Regions from separate parts of the Gossypium hirsutum genome. Here region 1 is linked to region 2. Evidence: chromatin contacts called from public Hi-C data. All regions are on one chromosome and are shown on one strand. Each heading gives the region's core, a stretch centred on a gene start, on an enhancer-like site or on the middle of the called end of the contact. The rest is flanking DNA. Distances are from core to core; before and after follow the strand shown. Region 1 holds the start of LOC107917595 (protein SPOROCYTELESS). Region 2 holds the start of LOC107917195 (double-strand break repair protein MRE11).

Region 1 (5,943 bases), core at 1,251-3,750, 180 kb after region 2:
AATTTGTTGACACAATTTGAAGTGTGGGTGAAAGAGAAAGTCTAACACATACAATGGAATAATATATATGATTGGATTATGTTGGAGCTTTTGGGTAGAGTAGTTTTGAAGAGATGAATGCAACACATGGGAAACCAAAGAGAATACTTGAAATGTTAGGTGGAAGTTAGTTATTTTTGCAAGGAAAAAGAAGGAAATGCTTTGGGGATAAGAAAGGGGGTTCATCCTTTAGTTCATCACTAAATATAGAATTTATGGGTCTAATACAAATACATATACAAATATCATGTATTTGTAGTTAGTATTTATCCATGGGATCTTATTCTTCACTAGTTTCTTTATGATCCAAGAATTGAATGATATCCCTTTATTTTATGAAAATTAATAAGTTAGTTCATTAACAAACATGTGAACTTGAACTACTAGTTTTTCTAATTACTAGTTGCATACAGATTGTTGAATTGCTTGTTTTGCTAGTTCATTGCATATAAAATTGTTGAACTACTGATTTTCAGGTCAAATATGTAATGGGAAGGTTTAACAGTGTTATCCAATTAGATTAATTTTTCAATCTTCATAAAATACGAGAATCAAATTCTGATAAACTAAAGTAAAGGGTTTAATTTTTGTAAAGTAAAAGAAGCATCTAATTGAAATCCATCAAACTATTATAAGAAACCCTACTAACAAATTGTTGATATTTACATTATTATTATTATTTTATTGCGATGGGATAACTAAAAATTGTAATAAAAATTAATTATAGGTGGACTGTTTATTTTTAATTGAATCTATGAAATGAACACATAGAATAAAGATATTTTTAGTATCCAACAAGAAAAGGATTCTCAATTTAATTAGATATTTGGAAATTGGATCCAATTAAATGAAGACAACATAATTTAATAATTAATAAAAACTAAGGAGAGAAATAATTGAAACATTAATGGCATATCCTAGTACAAATATTTTTATTATTGTGTTCAAACAACAAATTGGGCAACCATAAACTACCACATGGAATAAGCTTTCCAAATATGATAGAATTAGGCCATCATTGCAACCCTACAACATAGCTAGGCAGATTCACATTGTCATGACCAAATCTTACTCTATGATTGCCCTTACACCTTTTACTTACCATCCTTGATTAATATTACATGTATCTCGAGACATTTAGATTTATTATTTTTGAGTATCCACAAAAGTTTCATCAATCGCATATGCTTTTTTCCGTATTTGAATCAAGAAAATAATATAAAAATGTGAATTGAATCTTAACTCGATTGGTATGATTATTTTTGTCAATGCAAGATGACGTAGGTTCGAGTGTGTTGAAACGTATTACCCTTCTATTTATGGATTAGAGAGGGACTATGGATAATTTTAAACCAAATCGGAACACATACTGAGATTTGAACACAAAACACTTAAATTTACCATTTTAACTAATATTTCATTTAAATTTTACATAATTTTTTTATAAGTATATTTTTATATAATTTTTTAACCTATATCATGAATATGTCATAATCTAATAAATATTAAATACGACTTAAAAAATACATAAATACAAAATAATTTCACAAATCCTTGTTTGAGTCTACCCAAATCTTTCCCTACTATCACAATATCATGCCCATTACATAAATCAATTTGTAATGTAAAACCATTGTACCCCCACAATGTTGTTTGAGAACCCTAATGGCTTTTGACACTTCAAAATTTTCCCTTTTTTTTTCCAATATCCTGACCATTAAATCATTGTCATATCATTTTAGATCAAGAAAATTTTTAAATGATTTTGTTTTTATAGCATTTAAATTTCAGGTTATATTATATTTTAAAAAATCATAAATTATTTAGAAGAAAATTGGGGGGGAAAGGGGAAAGAAATTAAATATATTTTTTGCATGAAAATGAAAAGCCCTAATGTTTGTATGCTACTTTTGTCTAAACTGACACTCCCCAACTACTTAAACGGAGTTGTAATGTCCTTTGTGTTTCAGATCATGTCCCCGGTATAATCAGTTGCCCTCAGTGCATGACACGTGTCTCTAGGTACTATATTATTGAACTCCATGCTCACTCTCTCTTATGCGCGTGTTTCAATACTCCATTACAGGACACGCTTTTGTACTACACGCGCGTTTAGATGGATTTGCTTTTGGATTTTGGTTTTGCATAGGGATTGGTGTTCTTTGGCTGGAATTTGCTATTCCTCAGGCTGGTTTTACTGATTCCAGGGATGAATTCTTTTTGTCCTTTTTTTAATAAAAAAAGTTATGGATCAACAAAGAAATTTATGAAAAATCAATGATTTTTTTTTCAAATTTTATGTATTTATTATATTCTAAATTAATTTTTAATATATTATGTGGTGAAGATTTTAGAATTGATAAAAACAAAATAAAAACCTGGGGAAAAAATACAAGAACATGTACCTTGTTATCTGTTTTTTTAATGAAAACTTTATTTTTAATTGCAATAAATTGATGTCTAAGGAAAATCCAAATCTTTCAGAACCCTCTGTCTATAAAATCCCCGTTCTTTTGATCATCAAGCAAAAGCCAAAGACAGGGAAAGAAAAGAAAAGAAAAACTCTCTTTCTCTCTCTTTTTGATTTAAGCTAAAAACATATCAAAACCCTTCTTTTTTTAATGGCTACTTCACTTACACTCTTGACTCCAAACACTGATAACCCAACAACAAAACCCATGGAAGATGAAGCTAAACCTGCCATGGAGTTTGTGAAGAGCAACAAAGGAAGGAAATCAAGTGGGAAAGGTCCATACCAAAAGAAACAGCCTCAAAGAGGTATGGGAGTGGCCCAACTTGAACGTTTGAGGAAAATGAGTGAAACAAGGACCACAACGACAATAAACCAGTTCGGTTGTGAAGCTATGGGAGCTAGTAATGTGCCTGTCCTGCATGGTGTAGCAAACTATGGTGTTCCCCCCATGATGATCAATGGTGGAAGTGGGGGGTTATGGGGTTGGGGGGCTGACACAGATGGTTTGATGATGCAAAGAGTTGTTGGTAATGGAGGGTTTGGTGGGTTTAATAGTCAGGTTTTGGTTGGAAATCCTGGTAATGTTCAGGTTGGTTGTGCTGCTGCTAGTGTTGTGGAGGCTTCTAAAGAGCTCTCTTCAATGCCAAAGTTCCAGCATTGCAAGCCTGAGCATTGTGATCTTTGCTTTAAGGTCTAGCTTTTACCCCTTTTTTTTTCAAAGCTTCTTAATTTGCAAGTTTTGTGCTTTGGGTTTTGTTTGCTTGTTTTAAGTATTGTGCTTTTGGTTTTTGGTGATGTTTTGTTTTTGTTTCTAACAAAATGTAGGAAATGTGAAGTAAAAAGATGATATAGTTGAACAGGTCGTAATATTGTTGATTCTGATATTTATTTCTAAATGTTTATGTCTGATTCCTGAGAAAAAAATGGGGGAAAAAGGAGTTATAAGTTGGAAAGGATTTCTTGATTCCTCCTGTTTGGCTTGCTAGAAAAATATAGCAACACAGAAAAAAAGAGAGAGCTACAATTAGGAGATCATTAGTCTTATGTTTCTTGGGATTGTATCTAAAAATCACTCAAAATGAACCCAAAAGCTAGTCAGTATCTGTCTCAAGTTCTTTCTTTTATATATGACTTCTTTGCCATCTTATTGATCACTTGAATACATGTTGTAGAAGAAGCGTTGCAATATGGAGAACGGGAAGTTTAATGGAGGTTTATTCAACCAATTTGGACAAGCTTTTCCAAACAAAGGAACTGACTTTCATGGATGGAACCTGGAAAACAATCAAAACACAAATGAAGAGATGATGAAGGGATTCAGTGCTAGAGCTGCAAGGAGTGCTTATGCATATGCAGCAGCAGGCCAAATGAACATCAATGAGGTGATGATGATGACCAATCAAATTGGGTTTTTTTAAAATAAAATACCGTTCTTCTTATGGGGTTCTTTGTGTTGTTGTAGACAGTGGATGTTGTGGCGATTCACAGGAAAGGAAATTCATTTGGCACTGGAAGTTATGTGATGGAGTATGAATTTTTCCCAGGGAAAAATGGCAGAAACACAGCTTCCAAGGAATGGGAATTTCCTGAAGAAGCTTCTTCATCAGCAATTACAGTAGGTGGTGAAGCTTCTTATGCTAATAATGCTCCTAATTGTGTTGATCTGTCACTCAAGCTTTCATATTAGAAGCATACAGGAAAATCTTGGTTTTACTGTTACATTGATTTTGGAGGTGTAATTAATGCTTTTTTAAAAAAAACCAAATTCCAAAATACAGCTTTTAAAGTTCCTCTTTTGTTGTTACACTTAATTAAAAATATATATGGTCACCACTTTTTATTTGAAATGTTGTAGATACCCACATATTTCTTATGATTAAAAAAAGTGTACAATCTTGACAGATACAGCAAAATAGTGAAGAAATTAACCAAGTTCAAAGTTTCTGTCTAGTCTAAATTCACATTGCCATTGCCATTGCCATTGCCAAATACATATAGAAGAAGATGTGTAGATTGTAGAGACTGGTATTGTGTATTGCATATGGAAGCACCCAAATATGGTTCATCAGTGATAAAAACCATTAACCCTGGCTGTCATTTCACAATCCTAGATATATTGTACTTTTAACTTCGAAAAAAAAACTGAGTTTTACTTGTCTTCAGATTATATATATATACACCAAGGTCTGGGATATATAAATATAGGGTGGAAAGAATTGGCTCAAAACCCTAGCAACTGTCTCTATCTCTCTTTTAGAATTTTACTTCATTTTTTTAAAAATTTAATGTGGTGAAACACAAGGAGGGCATCTCTAGCTTTCTGTTTATGGGAGTGAGCTAATTAAGTACACCTTTTTTAGGGGTTGCTTTGAAAAAGGTGTAAGCAAAGAGTATAATATATATATATAAACTGTCACTGTTTCCAGCAAAATTAAAGCAAAAACATTAACTGGAGGATCATCAGAAACTGGCTGCTACCTACTGCTGTAAGCCTGTAACTGATTAGTGCAGGTATAAAAGTTACAATATGAACTTGAACACAAATAATGTTTTTTTAAGTTAAAAAAGGAAGATGGTAAATTATATTTTTTAATATGAAGATGAGGGACGTGGGACTGGTAGTCTCTGATAGTAGCAAAGCTGAGCATTGGAAGCTTTTTTTTTTGGTGTTGGGGGGGCTAATAATAACTTACTTTTTGATGGGTTTTCTCAATTGTTTTGGTTTAAGAAAACAACAATATCATTAATTCTTCATGGTTGAGAAAATTTGTGTTTGTTTTCTAGGAAAATTTTGAAGGAAAAGAAAATTGAAGGAAATTGCCACCAAAAGGTAAGAAAGTTAAAACGTGGACGGCAGGATTCGAACCTGCGCGGGCAGAGCCCACATGATTTCTAGTCATGCCCGATAACCACTCCGGCACGTCCACGAGTATGATGTGCTTGGAGGAGAATGTTTCTCTTAATCATTTTTAGAGTGTTATATTTTTGGTTAAATTCTGCTATTAGTCCTTGTACTTTAATTAGATCAATTTTAGTCCTCTACTTTTCAAATTGGTCAAATTTACTCATTGTACTTTTCAAATTATGAAATTTCAATCATGACTCAAATAGTAGCAATTAAATCCGTTTTGTTAAATTCAATTGTTAACCATGTACCATGCATACATTTGTAGATTTAACCTATAGTCTCCGACTAGATCATTTTAAGTACATATACTTTTCAAATTTTAAAATTTTAATATTGAAACAAATGGTAGTCGTCAATTCATTAATTAAAATTTTAGTGAGTAATATGTGGAAATAACAAGCTAATATGGCCTTACACATATGATATGTTTTGTCGCATCAAATTTTGGAAACATCATAATTTAATTGAATGAATTTAACAGTTACCGCTTGGTGAGAATTGAAATTTTAAAATTAAAAAAGTA
Region 2 (6,205 bases), core at 2,333-4,832:
TTCTTTGTTTTGTTGTTTCTTTGCAGGTGACGGCGCAAGTGGTGGTGGTGACGTGACCGTGGTGGTGACGACGTGACGTTGGCGGCGGCGGCAGGCCAAAAGGCAATAGGCGCGGCGCCTAGGGTTTCAAAAACTGAAACCCTAGGCAGATTTTTTTTAAGGGAATTGGGCTTTAGGTTATTGGGCCATGGGTGTTGGGTTTGTAAAGGACTTTGGGGTTTGGGCTGGTAGCTGGTGGGTTTAGTTTGGGAATTGTTTTTGGGCAGGTTCTGTAATGGGCTAGGCTAGTTGGGTTTATTTTTAGGTCTGTTATTGGGCTAAAATTTTGAGTTGTTGGGCCCCGGGCTAAATTTGGCTTTGTACAGGTAGCATGGGAGTTTTCAAGTGAAATCCTTAATACCAGTCACCACATCACCACCACACACTTCTGTCAATAAAACTTCAAAAGAAAAATATATTATTTTTTATTTTAAAAAAGGCATTTTGATGTAAAGATTTGAAAAAAAAAGAAGAAGGCAGGAGGGAGAAAAAGAGGACAGAGGTGGTTTAAAAGACAAATGCATGAAAGAAATAATGACTGAAGATAAAACTAAGGAAGAAAAGGATTTGCTAGCCTTAGTTGGGTTAGAGATCTATAGCAGTCTTTCTTTGATTTCCTTTGAAAATGACATAGAAACATAAGAATGCAGGGGAAAGGTGCAGGCTGCTATACCTCTAAAAAGTGAAACATGTATGCAATAATCAGCTTTCATAGTAGCATTAGCATTGTTAACAAAGCAGAGGCCGAAATCACCTTAACTCGGACTAATGGAAGCTTGGGCTCTGATCCATTGACAGCCTTCCTATTAGACCACTGACCTAAAACGGAATTTTAATTATTACGATAAAGGCAATAAAGGATTTTGTTCTCACCATAAATGCTTAAAAGATTTAATCGTTAGACTTCTCTATTAGATAAAGTCTAAAATTATCTCATGCAAGAAAGAGACTTGCCACTTTGTCCAAATGTTCAAGAATTGAATTTTGATCATTGGGATCAATGTCAGGTTCATCCTTCAACACAACCTAAATCATGAACATTGAATAAGACAAAAGAATTCTTCTCAATTTATTGCCTTATATAAATAGTTTCAAAAGTATTTAACAATGATACTGCTTTACCTCTATATATGCAAAAGGTCTCACTGCTGTCAAAGGTATTTTGGTTGGACGATATTGATTGCCCTAAACAATAGCAACAAACCATGGTGTGAAAATATATATAAGAAACCAATACTGCTTGATTAAATGACAAATCCAATCTTTCAGGTGTAGAACCTTAATTTCTAAAAGAAGCACATGCTTTGGCTTTGATTCTCCATCAATCAGTGATGTTGCAACTGAGGAACCTGGCTGAGTAATGTGAAATCCCATCCCTGGCACTTCCTATGAAGTTAAAATCGACCTTCAATCTTTTACATCCTCAAAGGGATAAAAAATAATACATTGGAAAGATTTTACAAATCCACCTGAGGGTCAATAAGACATTCATGTTCGTGTCCCCAAACTATGAAATCAAGGAAGCGTGGTAAGAAGCGCTCATTTATTGCATTTTTAGCGTTCATTTTCACTCTGCAGGCCACGTGAGTTGAAGGTTTTAATATGTACACATGTAGTTTTGCACTATAATGTCTTCTTTTTCCACTTTTAGTTTAGGTCATGTATGAAATAACTCAATCACGAAGCAGAACACTTTGAGCATGATACACACTAATAAGGACATGCAACATCCACACACAACCTGTTCTGATGAAGTACCAGAATGGTGAACCAATCAGACACTTCGCATCCTTCTTGAGGTTCAGGTCGCGTCCATTGCACAGCTTGAGGTGTCTGAGAAACCAAATATAAACCACATAACAGATATTTTAAATGAATATCCGGGAAGTCAGAAACTAATGAGCAGTAATAAAAGTTCAATCTAAACTTATAAAGGCACCTGAAACATTCTATTGAGCCGCTCATCTCTAATATTCCCAAGACCATAAAGGGCTACAGCAGTTGAACCCTTCAATTCAAAAAGAGACCTAAGTTTCCCAACAAATGTGCAATTACCCTTCTAATTCATGTTAACGAAATCACTAGCAGACCTTCCTGATAAGAATAGGGTAGAGAGTAATCTGGCCAACACCCGAACCCGCAGGAACCATTTTCCCAAAATAGTTGACAATGTTACATACTGAAAGAATATCAATAGCAGAAAGGTTGTCCTGTCACCAATAAACAGTTGAGAACGGAATGCTCATAGAAATATTAAGAACAGTGGACTTGTGCACTCTATAAAGCATGATTATCTAACAAATCAAGAAAGGGAGTAAACAGCTGAAAAGTTTTCTCTACAATTATTCAGTCCCGCATATACAGATAGGCATGCCATTGGTGAATGGTGATGAATGGGACTTTATAACACTAACTTAGGATGGGACCCCAAAATTGGAACAAAAAATATTGAGCAACCATGATTTATCTCTAAAATGAAAAAAAAAACATAAGAAAAAGGGGAGGGGGGAGCATGTTTCCATAAGTTCCATACCACTCCAGCTGGATCGTCATGGTTCCCATGAATACTAAACACTGGCAAACCAACATTGAAGTGAGGATCTTCATAATTCACATGCCCAAATCTGTAAAGAGAGAAATGGTAGTAACAAGCTAAATGTGATCATAATCTTTGAAACTTGTCAAGCAACAAATAGAAAGAGCATATTTGCATATTAACAATTGGAGCACATATACATCCAGAATATAAGTTATAAACTTAGTTTAATTACATTAACTACATTAATCAAGCTGAGACAAAAAGAATGAAGGAAAATACAATTCGGACATTAAATCAGCAACACATAACACTGAGAAAGAGTGAAAACCATTACGTATTTGGAAAATTCACAGTCTGGTCGCTAACAACTTGGAACTGGACCGGTTGATCATTAAGGCAATGCCGACGAAGAATCTCAATGGCCTTAACTAAAGTTGACCTCGACGGCTTATTTTTATGGAAAAGATCTCCACCAAGGAGTAAAATGTCCACCTGATACCAAATACAAATCAGTGCATACTAACACTACAAAAACATGAAGTTCACTATAAATTAACACAGAAATTCCGAGGTCTTTTTTTCAGGTGAAAATCATATCGAATATAAAAAATTCCTTGGAATATAACAATGTGGAGATTTCAAAGAAAAAAAAAAGAATCACCTGTTTTTCCTCTGCTATTGAACATATTTCATCAAATGCTTGAAAAGAATCATGCCGTCGTATTTCGTCTTTCTCCATATAATCTAAATGACAATCCGTCGCTACAAGTATTCGAAGCGTGTTGCTAACATCCTGTCTGAAAATTTCTTTTCTTTATTACATCATATCCAAACTAAAATAAAATAAAATGGATAAATTTTACCTTCTAGAATCGTTCATAGTAATAGATTTCGCTCTAAATTGAAAACCTGAAAAACAGATGGAAAAATAATGTCAAGAAACTGTAAAGTATTTTTCTATAATATAATACCTGAAGCACTATAATCTGCAGCAAGTAAATCAAACAAAAATGAATTAAGAAAATGAGAGATATATTAGCTACCAAATAAGTTTCGACTCTTGTGAAGTTGAGAAAAGTGGAAGAAACGGCGGGGAATTTCAAAGGGGAGGGAGAAAATAAGGCTAAATTTTGGAGAGATTAAACGGGTCGGGTTTGTATTATCCAGTTAAGTTTGGTCCATTTTGATTCAAATGGGTTTCGATCGTCTTGGTCCATTATTTAAGCTCGAAGTTGGGAACTTTCTACAGCCCATGTTATTACCTTATAAAGTCTTTCTTTGGTAATTGGCATTGAAAATCTAAATAAGTTTCTATATTTTTTTTTTGAGTTTTAGTTCAATTGGTGTAGACATTGTTGTCAATACAGGAGGATATAGGTTTGAGTGCGTTGAAACGCATTATCTTTTGATCTATGGGTAGGAAGGGGTTATTGATAATTTTAGGTATTTTGACAAAAAAATACAAACATAATATTTTTTTGACAAAATAATGGTCTGACAATTACTTGGTTTAGTTAAAAAAATGTAAAAACTAACCGCTTTATTTTATACTTTAACCGATTAACTTGCTACTGATAAAAAAATACAAAATTGAATAGTTGGGTGATAATTTTTATAACTTTTTTATAGTTGAGTGACAAAATAAAAACATAGTTAGGTAATTACTAATGTAGTTTATCCTAAAATTTAAAATGTGTTTGATGAACTAAAAAATTAAGCACTGAATTTATATTATAAAACTATTTGATATATTAGTAAAAATTAATCATTGAATATAATTATTTTGTTTAATAATAATAAGCTTTAATTTTTGAAAATTCATTATTTCTGTTGAGTGAGGTCAACTATTTCAGATAAGTCTTCGAAGTCTCGTTCGACAAGCAATCAATGTTGCCCTCAACAATCAAATGTATTGTCACTGTGTCGGGGTTTTATCCTCCGACCTTCACGGAGAGTCATGTGCGCAGTATGATTCACAGAGGGAATACTTAGATTGATGAAGATCAATACCTACAAAGTTCAAAATTAATGTTAATATTAAGCATATGGATAATTATGAAAATATCTAAATGCGTTGTAAAACCATATTATAAGAAAATTGAATTTATTTATAATAAGGGTATAATGATGAATTTATCCCTAAACGTTTACATTTTCTATCAATTTGGCTTTTATTAAATTTTTAGTTAAATTTAGTCATTAACCTTTCAGAAAAAGAGTCAAATTCATTATTTTAATGGAAATGATGACTAAAACATTAATTTTTAACATTGTTGGCTTGGCAACTCACATGGTAGTCCATGTACAATTAATGTTAACGTAACATCATTTTTCTTATCTTTAACGTCAACAAATAATTCAAAACTTTAAAACTTTAAAAATTAAAATTAAAATTAAAAACATATATATATAAAGTTCATTAACACCATGTTTGGGTATGATCCTACTAATTTGAGCTATTTATGGTTTTTTTATGTGTTAGGGATTAAATTGAAAGCAAAAGAAAATTTATAGGAAAAAAGAATGAATTTAAAGACAAAATGGGAAAACATGCGAAATAGAGAAAAAGTGGTGTCGAAAGTACAAAGTACGAAAGACTTAAGGTAAAAATTCAAAGAAGAGATTTATAAACAGAAGACTCTATTTAAATTTGAATTTTATTAGGATTATTGTTAAGATTATTAGTTAGATTTAATTTCAACTTTTATCTTTATTTATCTTTTAGAATTTAAGTAGGAACAAACTAGATTTTTTTAAGTACTATAAATAGGGGATGGAGTGATACAAATTGGCACTCATCTTTTCTGTAAAAGCTTCCTCTTCTAAAAAGCTCTAGCTTTTTGTTCTTTTTATTTTTCAAAAAAATTTCATTTTATTAAACTTATTTCTTTTTTCCAAAAAGCATGAGCCACTAAACTCATCTAACCAAAAGTTTTCGAGATTCCCCAAAAAGGGTTCATAAGGCTTAGAATCCGCACTTAGCTTTCTCAACGAGTATTCATCATTTCTCTGCACTACAGGATTGGCGCTTCCGTTCATATCCCTTCAAAAGTGATCTTTTCATCTTGTGCAAAGGCGGCCGCTTTGTATGTTTTGCGAAGGTTGCACAGTCGGTTCGTTAGCTTATTGCGTCAGTGGTTGTCGAGCCCAATAGACAAAGTGGTGTGGCATTCGCCATTGAGAAGTGATGATCTAGTGTAAGACAATCCCACAAAAGTGACAATTCGCTAGAGTCAAGTTCCCCTATATCGTAAGTCTAAATTCTAAGTGGAGCTGATGATCGTAGGCGTCCTCTTCCACTATAATTGGCTTATTCTGTCATGAGAAGGACCATCTAAAAGCCTAGGATTGAACCAAAGGAGGATCGAGATAACCGAAGGCTGGAATCTCTCAATCCAAGAATCTCTTTTCTCGACTCTGTTTATTTTTACAAATTCGATTTCAATTTACACAATCTCAATTCATCTATACTTTTAATTCTGTTTTTATTTTTATTTTTTTCAAGTACGCCATTTTTCTTGGGCACGATTGTGCCTGAGATTTCGATGAACAAAAGGTTGTGCAAATCCAGTCCCTGAGAATTTGATTCTACTTCCCTTTTACTATTCTTTTCGTTATTTTATAGGG

The links. Hi-C and Micro-C count contacts between places; a contact is called where the count stands out from the background.
Region 1: a contact with region 2 is called in a Hi-C map of leaf, with 2.0 times the contacts expected there. The contact joins the promoter of LOC107917595 here to the promoter of LOC107917195 in region 2. A contact is called at or near these places in 2 of 34 Hi-C or Micro-C datasets (hypocotyl and leaf).

Annotation. Positions count from the first base shown.
Region 1 is chrD01:8,273,681-8,279,623 of Gossypium_hirsutum_v2.1, forward strand. It overlaps LOC107917595 (protein SPOROCYTELESS), which reads left to right and starts at 2,501. Exons shown (of 3, transcript XM_016846919.2): 1 at 2,501-3,203; 2 at 3,688-3,894; 3 at 3,975-4,359. The coding sequence starts at 2,661. The coding sequence ends at 4,199. It overlaps TRNAS-AGA (transfer RNA serine (anticodon AGA)), which reads right to left and starts at 5,439; the gene lies at 5,358-5,439.
Region 2 is chrD01:8,089,197-8,095,401 of Gossypium_hirsutum_v2.1, forward strand. LOC107917195 (double-strand break repair protein MRE11) reads right to left here and starts at 3,583. Exons shown (of 22, transcript XM_041086933.1): 1 at 3,442-3,583; 2 at 3,240-3,375; 3 at 2,913-3,070; 4 at 2,573-2,663; 5 at 2,130-2,249; 6 at 1,979-2,047; 7 at 1,781-1,872; 8 at 1,509-1,611; 9 at 1,318-1,425; 10 at 1,162-1,224; 11 at 990-1,065; 12 at 794-858. The coding sequence starts at 3,458.